Regions from separate parts of the Zea mays genome. Here all the other regions are linked to region 2. The links are chromatin contacts, called in public Hi-C maps. All regions are on one chromosome and are shown on one strand. The core of a region is the stretch at or near the end of the contact, and the rest is flanking DNA. Distances in the headings are between cores, read along the strand shown. Region 1 holds the start of LOC103650566 (auxilin-related protein 1). Region 2 holds the start of LOC103650561 (F-box/LRR-repeat protein 3-like). Region 3 holds the start of LOC100282943 (Chaperone protein dnaJ 15).

Region 1 (4,291 bases), core at 486-2,985, 910 kb before region 2:
ATACCAGTAGAGGTCCAGGAAGTCAACACTAACAGTGCAAAAGGATTTTCTGATAAGGTGCATGGACATCGATATGACTAATCAATCCTTTATGCATTGACTTGGATGAATAGCGGATAAAATTGCAAGCATTACAGCACTAAGGTATTTAGATAAACATGAACCCAAGCCCATCATATTATCATAATCTAATAGGTTATTAATTCTCAAAATAGGATAAATATTAAATACATATCGTAACTGAGGAAAACTGACAACTTTTGCGGCGCAAAACTCTATGTATAACGTACATCATAAATGCTTTACTAACTGGTATGGATTACCAAACTGAACATTGGGCATAATAAGGCTAGAATCTAATTGTCAAAACATTCAACAAATGAGCCAGAAATATTTGATCCAACTCTACCAACAGCCACATGATCCTATAGTCACCAAATACCGACAAAATCTTCCGGTTCAATTGATCGAACTAACTACGTTACATGTATATCCAATCCTAGACCTCAGCACATATGGATACCGTAACGTCTATCAGTCCCATGCACATTGAAATGCATAAAAGAAAGTAGTCACCTTTGCCGCGGGGAGCTCCTCCCGCCAAAGCCTGGGATCAAATAATCAAACCCAGTACCCGCCGCTGGCCCCATAGCTGCCTCTTGTTTCCTCTTGTCATCCACCTCTTCCCTCACCTGTGAGCTCTTACCAAATCCACCGAGCAGGTCATCGAACGCTGGAGGCGCCTCGCGGCTATGGCTTCCCCCGAACACATCGTCGTAGCGCGCCGAGGAGCTCTTGACCCCAGGGACCCCGACAAAGATGTCGTCGTCGTAGACCGGCTTGTCGAACACCGGCATGGACGAGTGCTTCGGCTTAGGCGGCGGCGCGGTGGAAGCGGGCTCCTTGAACGAGTCGAAGATGTGGTCGAGCGACGGCGACGGCGACGGCGTGGCCTTGGGCAGTGGCGGGGCGGACCCGAAGAGCTCGTCGTAGGAGGGGGCGGCGGCGGATCTGGTATTGGCCCAGGCAGATCCGGAGGGCCCCGAGGAGCGGGCGGCCGACATGGGCGCGGCCTTCCCCTGCGGGCGGAGGCCGAAGTCGCGGGCCAGCAGGCCCTCGAAGTCGTCCATGACGGCCGCGGAGGCCGCGCGGATCGATGGATCCGACGCCCGCTAGCTCGCGCAGCGGCGGCGGCCCGCAGCCTGCCGATCGGCGCGCGCGAACGGGGGCGCGAGGAGGCGGGGTGGATCCGGGCAGGAGCACGAACCCTAGCCGGGAGAGCGCAGGGCGTGAGGCGGGGATCGGAGGAATGGGGTCGCTGGGACAGGCGTCGGTGGGGTCGCCGGAGACGCAGCGTCGCCGGAGTGGTCGCCGGCGATGGCGGAGCGGCGAACAGGAGCGGTCGAGTCAAGAGTCAGAAAGAGAGGAGAGCGGAAGCGGAGGAGGTGGTCTCTCTCTCTCCTCTCTCCTCTCTCAGACGCGGGTGACTGGCGAGCGGGCCCGAATGGCACGAGGGATGTCATATCATTGCTGCCTTGTGGAGTGGGCCCCAGAGAAAAGTTAGAAGAGACCACTGACATGTGGGGATAAAAGGATGGGCCCGGAACGTCTGTGCCTTGTGAATCGGCGCGGGGCAAGGATTTCTGCCACGGCGTCGGTGGCGAGCGGTGACTGCGCGCCTGCGCCTACGCTCTCTCGTCGGCGATAGTGCTGGAAGAAATGCTCATGACTCGCTAGCTCGCTCGGTTCATAATCAGCTCGGTTCGATTCGGATCGGCTCGTTTAATTTTTTTCACGAGCTGAGCTGACATCCTAGCTCAGTTTGCTAACGAGCCGGCTCGGTTCGCTAACGAGCTGGCTCGGTTCGTTAAAAAGCCAGCTCGCGAGCTAAACAAGCTACTATATTCCAGCAAAACGAAACTATATGCATATCATTTACAGAATAATTGATGAATATGTTATATATATGTAAGGTGTTTATGGCCTATAAATTAAACTAATTATTAATGAACTATATCTATGTGTTAATTTTGTCTATGTAAATATAATTATGGGTTAAACTGATGAACATGTATGTGACTTGTGAATTAATGAGTGATGAATTGTGCTATTTTGGTGTTATATTGACGTGGTTTGTAAAACTATGAGTATAATTACTATTTTCTATTGTTAAATTAGTTTGAAATTAACTAAAAATAATTATTATGTATATTTTATTTTTTTCTGCTCTGGCTCGCGAGCTAAACGAGCCGAGTCAAGCTAACTCTGTGGCTCGTTACCTTAACGAGCCGAGCCGAGCTGGCTCGTTAGCTTAACGAGCCAGCTCGAACTAGGACGAGCCGAGCTGGCCCGTTATCCACCCCTAGTCGGTGGGGATCCGGTGTGTGGGACTAGTTGATCGACCCGGTCCGCCCTCCTGCGTGCACGGACTGCGGGTGTGCCGAACTAAACTACACAAGCAAAATAGCAGTTAGACTCTCTTCAACGCCTCCTCACCCCTACTACTGCACACGTAGGGATGGCAACCGGCACATTTTACCCACGTGCTCGCGGGTAAAAACCCTATAGGGTGCGGGTTTGGGTGTGAGTTTGTACCCGTGGGTACAGGTTTTTTCTCATGGGTATGAAAATATTGTATCCGTGCCCGCAAACCCACATACCCGCATGTGTGTATATATAGGGATGAAAACTGTTGGGGGCCTTCATCTTCCGAAGGTCCTCAAAAACATGACTAATAATGTTTCCGAAGTGTAATACACATACAGGCACCTTCGGACTCAGGATGAAGTTGTACACAATATGGGAAGCAGGGTCGGAACGAAGGCTGAACCAACGTCGAAGCTGCGCGCAATGGAGCTTCGGCTCAGTACCAGAAAAAGGAACCGACTTAAGGAGGAAAAGGCTATCTAGTCCCCAATAGATTGTTCTTAAGTCAATAGTAAACAAGAAGGGCATGAATGTAATTTCACATAGACTGCGCCCTGTGCCTATAAATAGATAAACAGTACCCCCGTACTGTTCACGCTGACTTGTATTCGCTCGTGCATCACACATGTACCCTTGCCTTCTGTCAAGCCGAAGGTACAAATGTAATTCAATATTGTTCTTATTCATTCATGATTATATAATAAAAAATATATCAATGGTGTCATATGATTATCTATGTTAATTCTCATGTTTCATATGCTTCATCTTTCATTGATATATGTTGTGATGATGAAGGTACGTCCTTCATGACCTTCATCCGAAGATCGTTATATCCTTAGGGAAATAATGTTTCGAAGGACGAAGGGCATTAACCATTAACTTATTTTTTGTGTTGCCTTGTTCTTAATTCATAGCATTTGAGAACAAGTCCCCAACATTGGCGCCCACCTCCGGTGTACTCACTTCCACAATCTTCGGAAAAGCATCGACATTCGTCATGCCGCCGAAGAAGATAACAGCGCCATGGGATGCACTACAGCCACTGAACACAAACCAGGAGACTCTCTCTCTTCGAGAGGCTCGAAGCCAGAAGAGAAAGGCCACTAGTCCAACATTCCAGGAGGAGGAGTTGGACCAGGAGATCAGGGATATGGAAATCATCCACCAACAGGTGCAAAGGAAAAAGGAGAAGATGGCTCGGCTGGCCGATCTTCAAAGGAAGATCGATGAAGCTACTGAGGAAGTGCGTCATCTTGCTCAAGATGATTAAGACCGAAGGCCCCAACACAGGGAGCTTCGTGAAGAGGGCTTGTTCAACGAAGATGGATGGTAGGATGATTTTAACCATGATACCTTTACTTTTGATGATGCTTCTCCCTTGGCAGCAGAATTGCAGGCGATCCCATGGCCACAATCCTACAAGCCACCCCAGCTACCCATGTACGATGGCACTCGGACCCAAAGCAATTCTTGATGGGCTATGAGGCAACAATATCCTCATACGGAGGCAATGCAGCTATCATGGCAAAGTCCTTCGTCATGGCAGTCCGGAACTGAAAGGGAAATAGGGTTAAACCTTTTCCTAAATGATTTTGGTGGTTGAATTGCCCAACACAAATTATTGAACTAACTAGTTTGCTCTAGATTACATGTCCTGCAGGTGCCAAAGGTTCAACACAAACCAATAAAAAGTTAAAGTTAGGGTTCAAAAAAAAGGAGCAAAACCAACCCAAGGTTGCCCTGGTCTGGCGCACCGGACTGTCCGGTGTGCCACCGGACAGTGTCCGGTGCACCAGGGAGATCAACTCTGAACTGCTCAGCTTCGGGTTTTTGGAGAGCCACTCCGCTATAATTTACCGGACTG
Region 2 (3,953 bases), core at 248-2,747:
TTTATATCCAAGTTCAGATGGAAGTATTAAGAAACTTATCGATGACCGTTTTGTTCCAAAATTGAAGAGAAATCTTATTTCTTTGAGCACTTTAGAAGCATTGGGATTCAATTTTCCTTCTATTGATGGTGTTCTTATGGTTTCTCGTGGCAATCGTATTATCTTGAAGGGCAACCATTTGAATAATCTTTATTATTTGCAATGTTCAACAGTTGATGTTGAATCTGTTTCTATTGCGTTCCAGAAGAGAGGTGATTTTGATGATACCAAGTCGTGCTCTAGTTTTAAGTGTAATATTTCCTTAGACTTGGTTGATATTCAAATTTAGCATCCTAGTAGTGTTTGGGAAACAGTTCTATGTATTTAGAGTCAAGGGGAGATTTGTTGGAATATGCCTCTAATTCCTTTTATATATTTGGAATATGCCTTGGAATATTCTTTCCTGTACGCCTATAAATATAGGCCCTCCATGTAACTTGTATTCTGCGGTTAATAGTGGTTTTATTTTCTCGTGGTTGTTTGCTCCTCTATATGTGGGATGGTTTTTCCACATAAATCTTTGTGTCTATTTTATTCTCTAACACTCCGGTATATGAGGTACTATATTTAGAATTCAATAGACCGAAGTTATATTCGTTGATAATTTTTTGTAAAATAATGATAATGCTAGAGCATGTTTTTATGTTAAAGTCATATCCTTTAAAATAGGACCCTGTTTATCTTGTTGGAGATGCTCCGTGACAAATCTAGCTATTCCAACGTACATAACATGGAAGCGTGATTTTATCGTGTCAGGATGTTTTGGGGTGACTAAAAAAATTTTAAATAGAAAATAATTAAGAATGATTAAAAATGATTTTTTTGAGTAGTTGTGCCACACCACATAGTCAGATTGCTCTTGGATCATCGAAAACTTCCCGACCAATCTCTACTGAAATCAGATTACTATACGCAATCATTTTACTATGTAACAGATTAATAGTAGAATGATTACGTATTATATTGTAGTATCAAGAAAAAGAATGAAATAATGAGACTATAGCGACATCCATTCAGTTGGGAATGTGATCCCTGCCATGATAACTTCTTTTCTTCACATTGTTTACCTATCGAGCTATCACGAGAGTTTCTTCCTTTTTCTTAATTTCTTCTTCTAAAGAGAAAAGGAAGAGTAGCAACTCGCGGCGGGCACGGGTCATCACTGGCCTGTCGACATCAGTACTGGTCCGAGAGTAGGGGTATTTTAGTCATCTTCTCCATCGCACTACCGTGGACTGATCAGGTGCCACCTTCGACCCTCACCTGAGGCAGGCGGTATTCCGACCGGCTTCACCTATCCACATCTCTCTCTCTCTCTCCCTCCCTCTTCCGTCTCTCTCCTATGCTCCACACCTCCACGCCTCTCCTCACCTGTGGAGCTCCCCACAGCCCGTAACTACCTGCCCCCAGTCCCCGCCGCCCCGCCTCGCCTGACCCCAGTCCCCGCGGTTTATCCACCACGACACCACCACCTCTCCACCGCTGGGCCGGATCGATCGGGATCGCGCCGCCGCCGCCGCCCTCCGCACTCGCGGGATCCTGCTCCTACCATGCAGCAGCGCTGCGCCCTTGCCCGACCGCGCCGGCCCGCCGAACCGCGCGTCCCGCTCCCCGACGACCACCCCTTCGTCGCCGTCTTCTCCTTCCTTTTCATCCCCACCTAAACCAACCTCCTCGCAGCGTAATTCTGCCAGTATCTCCTCATCTTCTCTCGTCGCCGGGAGAGCGAACGGATCGCCGCGTGCTCGGCCGACGGGATGAGCCGGGAGGCGCAGAAACTCGATTGCGCCACCGGCGGCGGCGGCGGCGTCGGGATAGGGGTCTTGTCGCTGGACCTGCTGGGCCAGGTGCTGGACCGCCTACGGGAGCCGCGGGACCGCAAGGCGTGCCGCCTCGTCAGCCGCGCCTTCGAGCGCTCCGAGGCCGCGCACCGACGCGCGCTGCGGGTGCTCCGACGCGAGCCGCTCCCGCGCCTGCTCCGCGCGTTCCCGGCGCTCGAGCGGCTCGACCTCTCTGCCTGCGCTTCGCTCGACGACGCCTCCCTCGCCGCGGCTGTTGCCGGTGCCGGTGGGGGCCTCGCCGGCCTCCGCAGCGTGTGCCTCGCGCGGGCCAATGGGGTTGGCTGGCGCGGCCTCGAGGCGCTCGTGGCTGCCTGCCCCAAGCTGGAGGCGGTCGATTTGTCGCACTGCGTCAGCGCCGGGGACCGCGAGGCCGCTGCGCTGGCGGCGGCGGCCGGGCTCAGGGAGCTGAGGCTGGACAAATGCCTTGCTGTCACCGACATGGGGCTCGCCAAGGTGGCTGTTGGCTGCCCCAGGCTGGAGAAGCTCAGCCTCAAGTGGTGCCGTGAGATCTCTGATATCGGAATTGATCTGCTGGCCAAGAAGTGCCCCGAGCTCCGCAGCCTCAACATATCCTACCTCAAGGTTACTAGTCCCATTTAATTTATTGAACTGTTCATTGCTTTGGTAGTGGTAGTGGACTGATGAAAGATGATCACATGTGGGTAGGTGGTAGGACTAGCAATTGTCCAATTGACACGCTGTTTAGAGAAATGGTGAAAATTTCGTATGTAGCAACACACCTATAATAGGCATCTTTGCCCCAAGAAAGTTTGGGCAGTCTAGTTAATTAGTTGTTTTGATACCCAAGTACCCAACAAGAGCTGCACAAACCAAATTTCAGATGCAACATGGCGTCAATACAGAAGTGGTTTGGTACCATGATATGCTAAATCTCAACTTTACTCTGGAAATTGTCATAAATCTTGTGAAGTTGGACTTAAGATGGAAGCTAATGCATATGGGTGCAAAGGTGCTATTCCAAACATTATGAGTCATAAAGGAAGGCCTGGTGCAGTGGTGAGAGCTCAGTCATTGAGTCACGAGGTCGCAGGTTTGAACCAGATATCTAAAGGGAAAGGCATTTGCGGGTCAGTGGGCAGACAACACTGAGTCACCTGGTGCAGTGGTGCATTTGCGGGGGAAAGGCTTCTCTCGGTTTATCCCTTCCAGACCTCACTCATGTGGGAGCGTCCGACACTGGGTTTTCCCTTTTTTATTGTCGGTGGCTGTTTTTTTGTAAATGCACATGCTGTAGGAAATGGTTGCATCTTCACTTCTCTTTTCCTGTCTGTTGGTAGTGACAGCTTAGAGTGTACAGTAGTTATGTGTAACACTAAGAGCCAATCCCTTACAAGCCATTGAAAACTGCACTCATCCCTTCTCCGCCACCCAAAAGTTAGCCATCCCTTCATTGCCACTAGTATAGGATTTTCATTCCCTTTGTGCCATCACAGTTAGATTTAACACCCATGGCTATTAGTGGGTGCTAGAAATTAGAGCAGATCCCTTATGTGCCATTGGAAACTATATTCATTCTTTCTTTGCCATCTAAAAATTAGACGGCTGATTTCTTTCAAAAAGTACAACATCATTACATTTAAAAAAAGGAAAAAAAAATCCACATTACTCCCCCCACAGTTAGCTTAAAATGGCTTGTAAGGAATTTGCTCTAACACTAACACCTGGCCTGTTTGGACTTTTCTGCAAGGTTCTGAAAATCAGTAATAAGTGCTTGACCGGTCATGCTACCTAGTATTGGTTAGATTTAGAAGGTATATTTATGGTAGAACCAGGCAATATGCTACCTAGTAGTGATTAGAAGGTGTGATTAAAAGCTGGTTGTACAGTAACACATAGGGACATCCATTATTTGTACATAACATGGCTGAGAGAACTGCCTAATAGACCCATTTTATAAGCGATCCATGTCATGCAAATGGTGTGTTGTGATACTGGATAATCCCAGATTGGAAGTTTGAAGTTGAGTTGTACTTGGCATACAAAACCTTATGATCCAATGTTCCATACATTTTGCCATCCACTGAGGTGTTAGGTGTGTGACTATTAGGGGCC
Region 3 (4,032 bases), core at 229-2,728, 590 kb after region 2:
AAAACTAAAAACTATAAAATCCCACTAGCCTTCGTTACCTCTCTCTTCTCGACGTCAAGACTTATGATCACCGAGGAGCTCCTTACGTCACGTCACTGAGACTAGCTCCAACAGCTCACGTCGGCTAGCCCCCTCTCTCGGGTTGTTCCTTACGAGGTGTAAATGAGGGGAGAAGGGGTCTAACGGTGCCCCCTCCTGCACCCTCTACGGGGAGAGAGAAGTATTCCACCCTGTGTAGGGGGAGTTCTAGTCTCCATCCATTTTGTTAATCAACGCTTTAATTACAAAATCAATCTATTTTTAGTATAATTACAAAATAATAATGTGTATTACAGTACTATTAATATGACAATATTTTTTAAAACTCCAAAAACTAATATATAAAAGGCAAATAGCTCATTTAAAAAGTAAAGGAGAGCTAAATAGAGGGAATAGTTGGAGAGAAAGAGAAATATAAGGAATAATTATTGAAAATGAGGTATTTAAATATAAATATAAAGTACGAATATGATAATTTAGGAGGGAGAATGGTTGAAGATAGCATGAGGAGGAGGCTGCTATGTCGTGTATGCGTCGAAGCCCCACCCAACAAGTGCGCGTGCGACAGAAAAAAAATCGCGGGAGCCTACTCGCATACGAGCGAGGCCGATTGTGGAGAAATAGCTTACACATAAATATGAGGGAGGTGAGGAGATAGATGCGGGATGCTAAGGGTCTGTTTGGTTCGTGGCTAACTATACCAAACTTTGTTTGAGGTTAATTGTCTGAGTTGAAGAACTAGAGGCTGTTTGGTTCTATACATGTGGTGCCAAAAATTGCCACACAATTTTATGCCACACTTGTCTAAGGTGCTTAAGGTTAGACGCTCAAATTCTGCCTCATATTTGTCTTGCCTAAGGAAATCTTGCCACATTTTACTAGTCATTGACTAGTGAGACCTACACTGCAGGAGAAAAATCTTGTCACAACTGTGGCTTCAAACCAAACACATGCCTAACTTGGTCAAACTTGCCTAACCTTAAGCGTGGCAAACTATGTCAAGTTAGACAGCAAACCAAACAGCCCCTAGCCTAAGCAGAAAAGTTATGCAAAATTTGGCAAGTTAGACAACGAACCAAACATGCCCTAATTCTTTCGATAGAGTATAAGGAAGCTGTTGGAGCGAGAAAAATCATTTTTCTAATATTTGCTCGAGTAGATTTACAATTTTTTTTCAAACAATACTCCACAAACAATACAATGCACAGTGCAAAAACAATGTTTAAGTGACCATATAAGTGAACTATTGTACATTGTACTTATATGGTCAGCCAAAACCATGTTTTGCGCTTTATATTGTATTGTTTATAGAGTATAGTTCGAATATAGATATATGTATGAGTAGCTGCTGGAGATATTTCCATGATATGTTTGGTATGATAAACTAAAATAGAGTGTTAGTTTATGTATTTAATACAGAAATTTGAAATTAGTGTCTAAAACCAAACGCTTTCTAAACCAAACACTCCTTGTCGGTCGCCGCTAGCTCCTCCAACCTCGTTGGCCGTTGCCGTCTCCGTCTCGCCCGCCCATCTACGCGGCGAGATCTGCTCGCGCCGCGCCGAGGTGAGCAAAAATTTCTCATCCCGAGTCCCGACCCAACTTGGCGAAAATTATAGAGACCTGCCACTCGTTCCCTTTCCCAGGCGCAGGCGCCTCTCCTTGCCAGGCGTGACACAGACGAACTGGTGCCGCCTCTGCTGGGGCTTGGTCCTCCCAGCCGAGCGCGCCTCATCCGGATCTTGCGACGACGGTGCCCAAGCTCCCGGCCTCCCTTTCGCATCCCTGCTGCGAGCCGTCGGTCTCCGGAAAGAGTTAGAGCCGTCGGTCTCCGTAAAGAATTGGAGCCGCCAGGCGCCTTGAGAAGGTAGATCCGCCGGCAGACGACCTGCTGGTCTAACCGTCGGGCGCCGTTACATGGTCCAACTACCGGCCGTTGGGATCGGATGCATTATTTTTTGAACCTTTTATTTGTTATTACATCTGTTAGGGTTTTGTCCCGGGATGTCGTCGTCGGGGAAGATGGAGGGGCCGTCTGCCCCGGTGGTGCGTCGGGATCCCTACGAGGTGCTCAGCGTTCCCAGAGATTCCTCCGACCAGGAGATCAAGTCCGCCTACCGGAAGCTCGCACTCAAGTACGGTTTCAATGACCCTTTTCGTTTGCTATGCTGCTTTGATTTGTGTGGTGGAAGAGTGTTTTGATTTGGGTAGCGTAAGAGAGGAAAACCCAGACGCTACTCCGTTAGTTTAACATAGGCCTGTTTGGCATAGCTCATAGAGCAGCTGCCAGGCTAAACCGAGGAGGAGCTCTGCCAAACTATACGTTAGCGAGAAGCGGGTTTTCTGTGAAGCGATTATTTCAAATAAAATGTTCCTGATTTGGTAGTTTATGAATTTGGTAACGGCCAACTAGGTGAGTCAATATGCTAGCTAATGTGCTGCAATTTTTCAGTGCTTAATTATTTCTAATACTTTGCCCAGATCTTAGCAATGATGAAATGGCGAATACTCATGATCAGTGTCTTATTATTAATAACACATTGTCCAGCTCTCAGCAAAGTTGAACTGACGAATACTCATGCGAGGTGCACTCAATGACGAATTTAGTTCCCACATCTGCTTCTTGATGAGAAAGCAGCAAAAAACCTATCAGTGATAATTTTTTCAAGCGAATGCAGAGAACATTTTTCAGGCTCCAGATGGATATCAGTTCCTATATTGGCAAAAGATATTTGTTTAATTTTTTGTTTATTCAAGTTGAAAACTGCCATTGCTTTCGATCCAACCGTGTTTGCCTGAGCAATAATTAACGGAATAATATTATTCCTCAAAAAAAAGCATGTACTAGTTTAGTTGCTAGTCATTCTAGAATATACAATATGAGAAGAATTGCAAGAAGTGTTGCTGCCCCACACAGTGCAACAGGAATCAATGTGACTATCTCGTCTATCCAAGCTCCTAATAAACCTTAGTAATAGCTATTTACTTGCTGTTCAGACCATGCTGAGAGTGTATGGTAATGGCTGTTGTAACTGATGTTTTTTTGTTAAATTTTGGATCTATATATGTATATTCATTTACATTCCATACAGTAGCAATCATTCCATAAACTACAAAGCATCAAGAAAAAATTATAGGTAGCAGCAGTAAATGGCCACGTGCGGCTTCTGTTGGGTTTCAAGTTTCAACTCTACCCTACCCAACTTGCTTGGGAGTTAGGACTAAAAGGCTTTTGTTGATGCTGTTGTTGCAGCAGTAAATGGACTAATATGTTCAGATCAACATAGTAGAAATCAATTTAGAATCAAAGCCAGTCAACCAAATTGACTAAATCATCAAGCACATTTCTTCTGCGTCACAGTCGCTCCCACACCACTGTGTGCACTTTGCGCCCCTTCACATGAGAGGAGAGTATCTAACCACTAACTGGATGGAACACAAGTATCTAACCACTTTGTTCTTGTGGTGAAACACCAATGGGATGGAGTGAACACAAATATCTAACTACTTAAACCTTTTGAATGCTTGGTGTCCTGTGAACACAAATATCTAGCTTATTCTAGCGGCTAATATAAGCCCATCCAAACAGGCCCATAATCTGTTATGAAGTACATGTGTGAGCAGACCTGTTTGTAGAACATTGCCCTCTCATATATGTTTTGCAATTGCTGGCAAGATTTTTTGTTACTGTCCTTTTGTGGTGATATGATTATTCATTCAGTAATGAGGTAATTCCATGGTCTTAAAACATCAGATACTGTCACTCCATTGCATCCAGCTTATTGGGGAATTATTTCTGCTACTTGCATAGTCCTTGATATGCCTTCACCATGTAACATTGTTGGAACCCTACCCTTTTCTGTACATCACAATTCTTATCTTTGTTGACAGGTACCACCCTGACAAGAATGCTAGCAACCCAGAAGCATCGGAACTCTTCAAAGAAGTTGCATATTCTTATAGCATCTTGTCAGATCCTGAGAAAAGAAGGCA

What was found. Hi-C and Micro-C count contacts between places; a contact is called where the count stands out from the background.
Region 1: a contact with region 2 is called in a Hi-C map of ear, with 2.0 times the contacts expected there. The contact joins the promoter of LOC103650566 here to the promoter of LOC103650561 in region 2. A contact is called at or near these places in 3 of 25 Hi-C or Micro-C datasets (bundle sheath, ear and tassel).
Region 3: a contact with region 2 is called in a Hi-C map of ear, with 2.2 times the contacts expected there. The contact joins the promoter of LOC100282943 here to the promoter of LOC103650561 in region 2. A contact is called at or near these places in 2 of 25 Hi-C or Micro-C datasets (ear and tassel).

The regions. Positions count from the first base shown.
Region 1 is chr3:132,518,948-132,523,238 of Zm-B73-REFERENCE-NAM-5.0, reverse strand. LOC103650566 (auxilin-related protein 1) reads right to left here and starts at 1,735. Exons shown (of 8, transcript XM_008676139.4): 1 at 577-1,735. The coding sequence starts at 1,130.
Region 2 is chr3:131,609,557-131,613,509 of Zm-B73-REFERENCE-NAM-5.0, reverse strand. LOC103650561 (F-box/LRR-repeat protein 3-like) reads left to right here and starts at 1,497. Exons shown (of 7, transcript NM_001346236.1): 1 at 1,497-2,462. The coding sequence starts at 1,797.
Region 3 is chr3:131,017,618-131,021,649 of Zm-B73-REFERENCE-NAM-5.0, reverse strand. It overlaps LOC100282943 (Chaperone protein dnaJ 15), which reads left to right and starts at 1,478. Exons shown (of 13, transcript NM_001155848.2): 1 at 1,478-1,605; 2 at 1,686-1,906; 3 at 2,030-2,174; 4 at 3,931-4,032. The coding sequence starts at 2,044.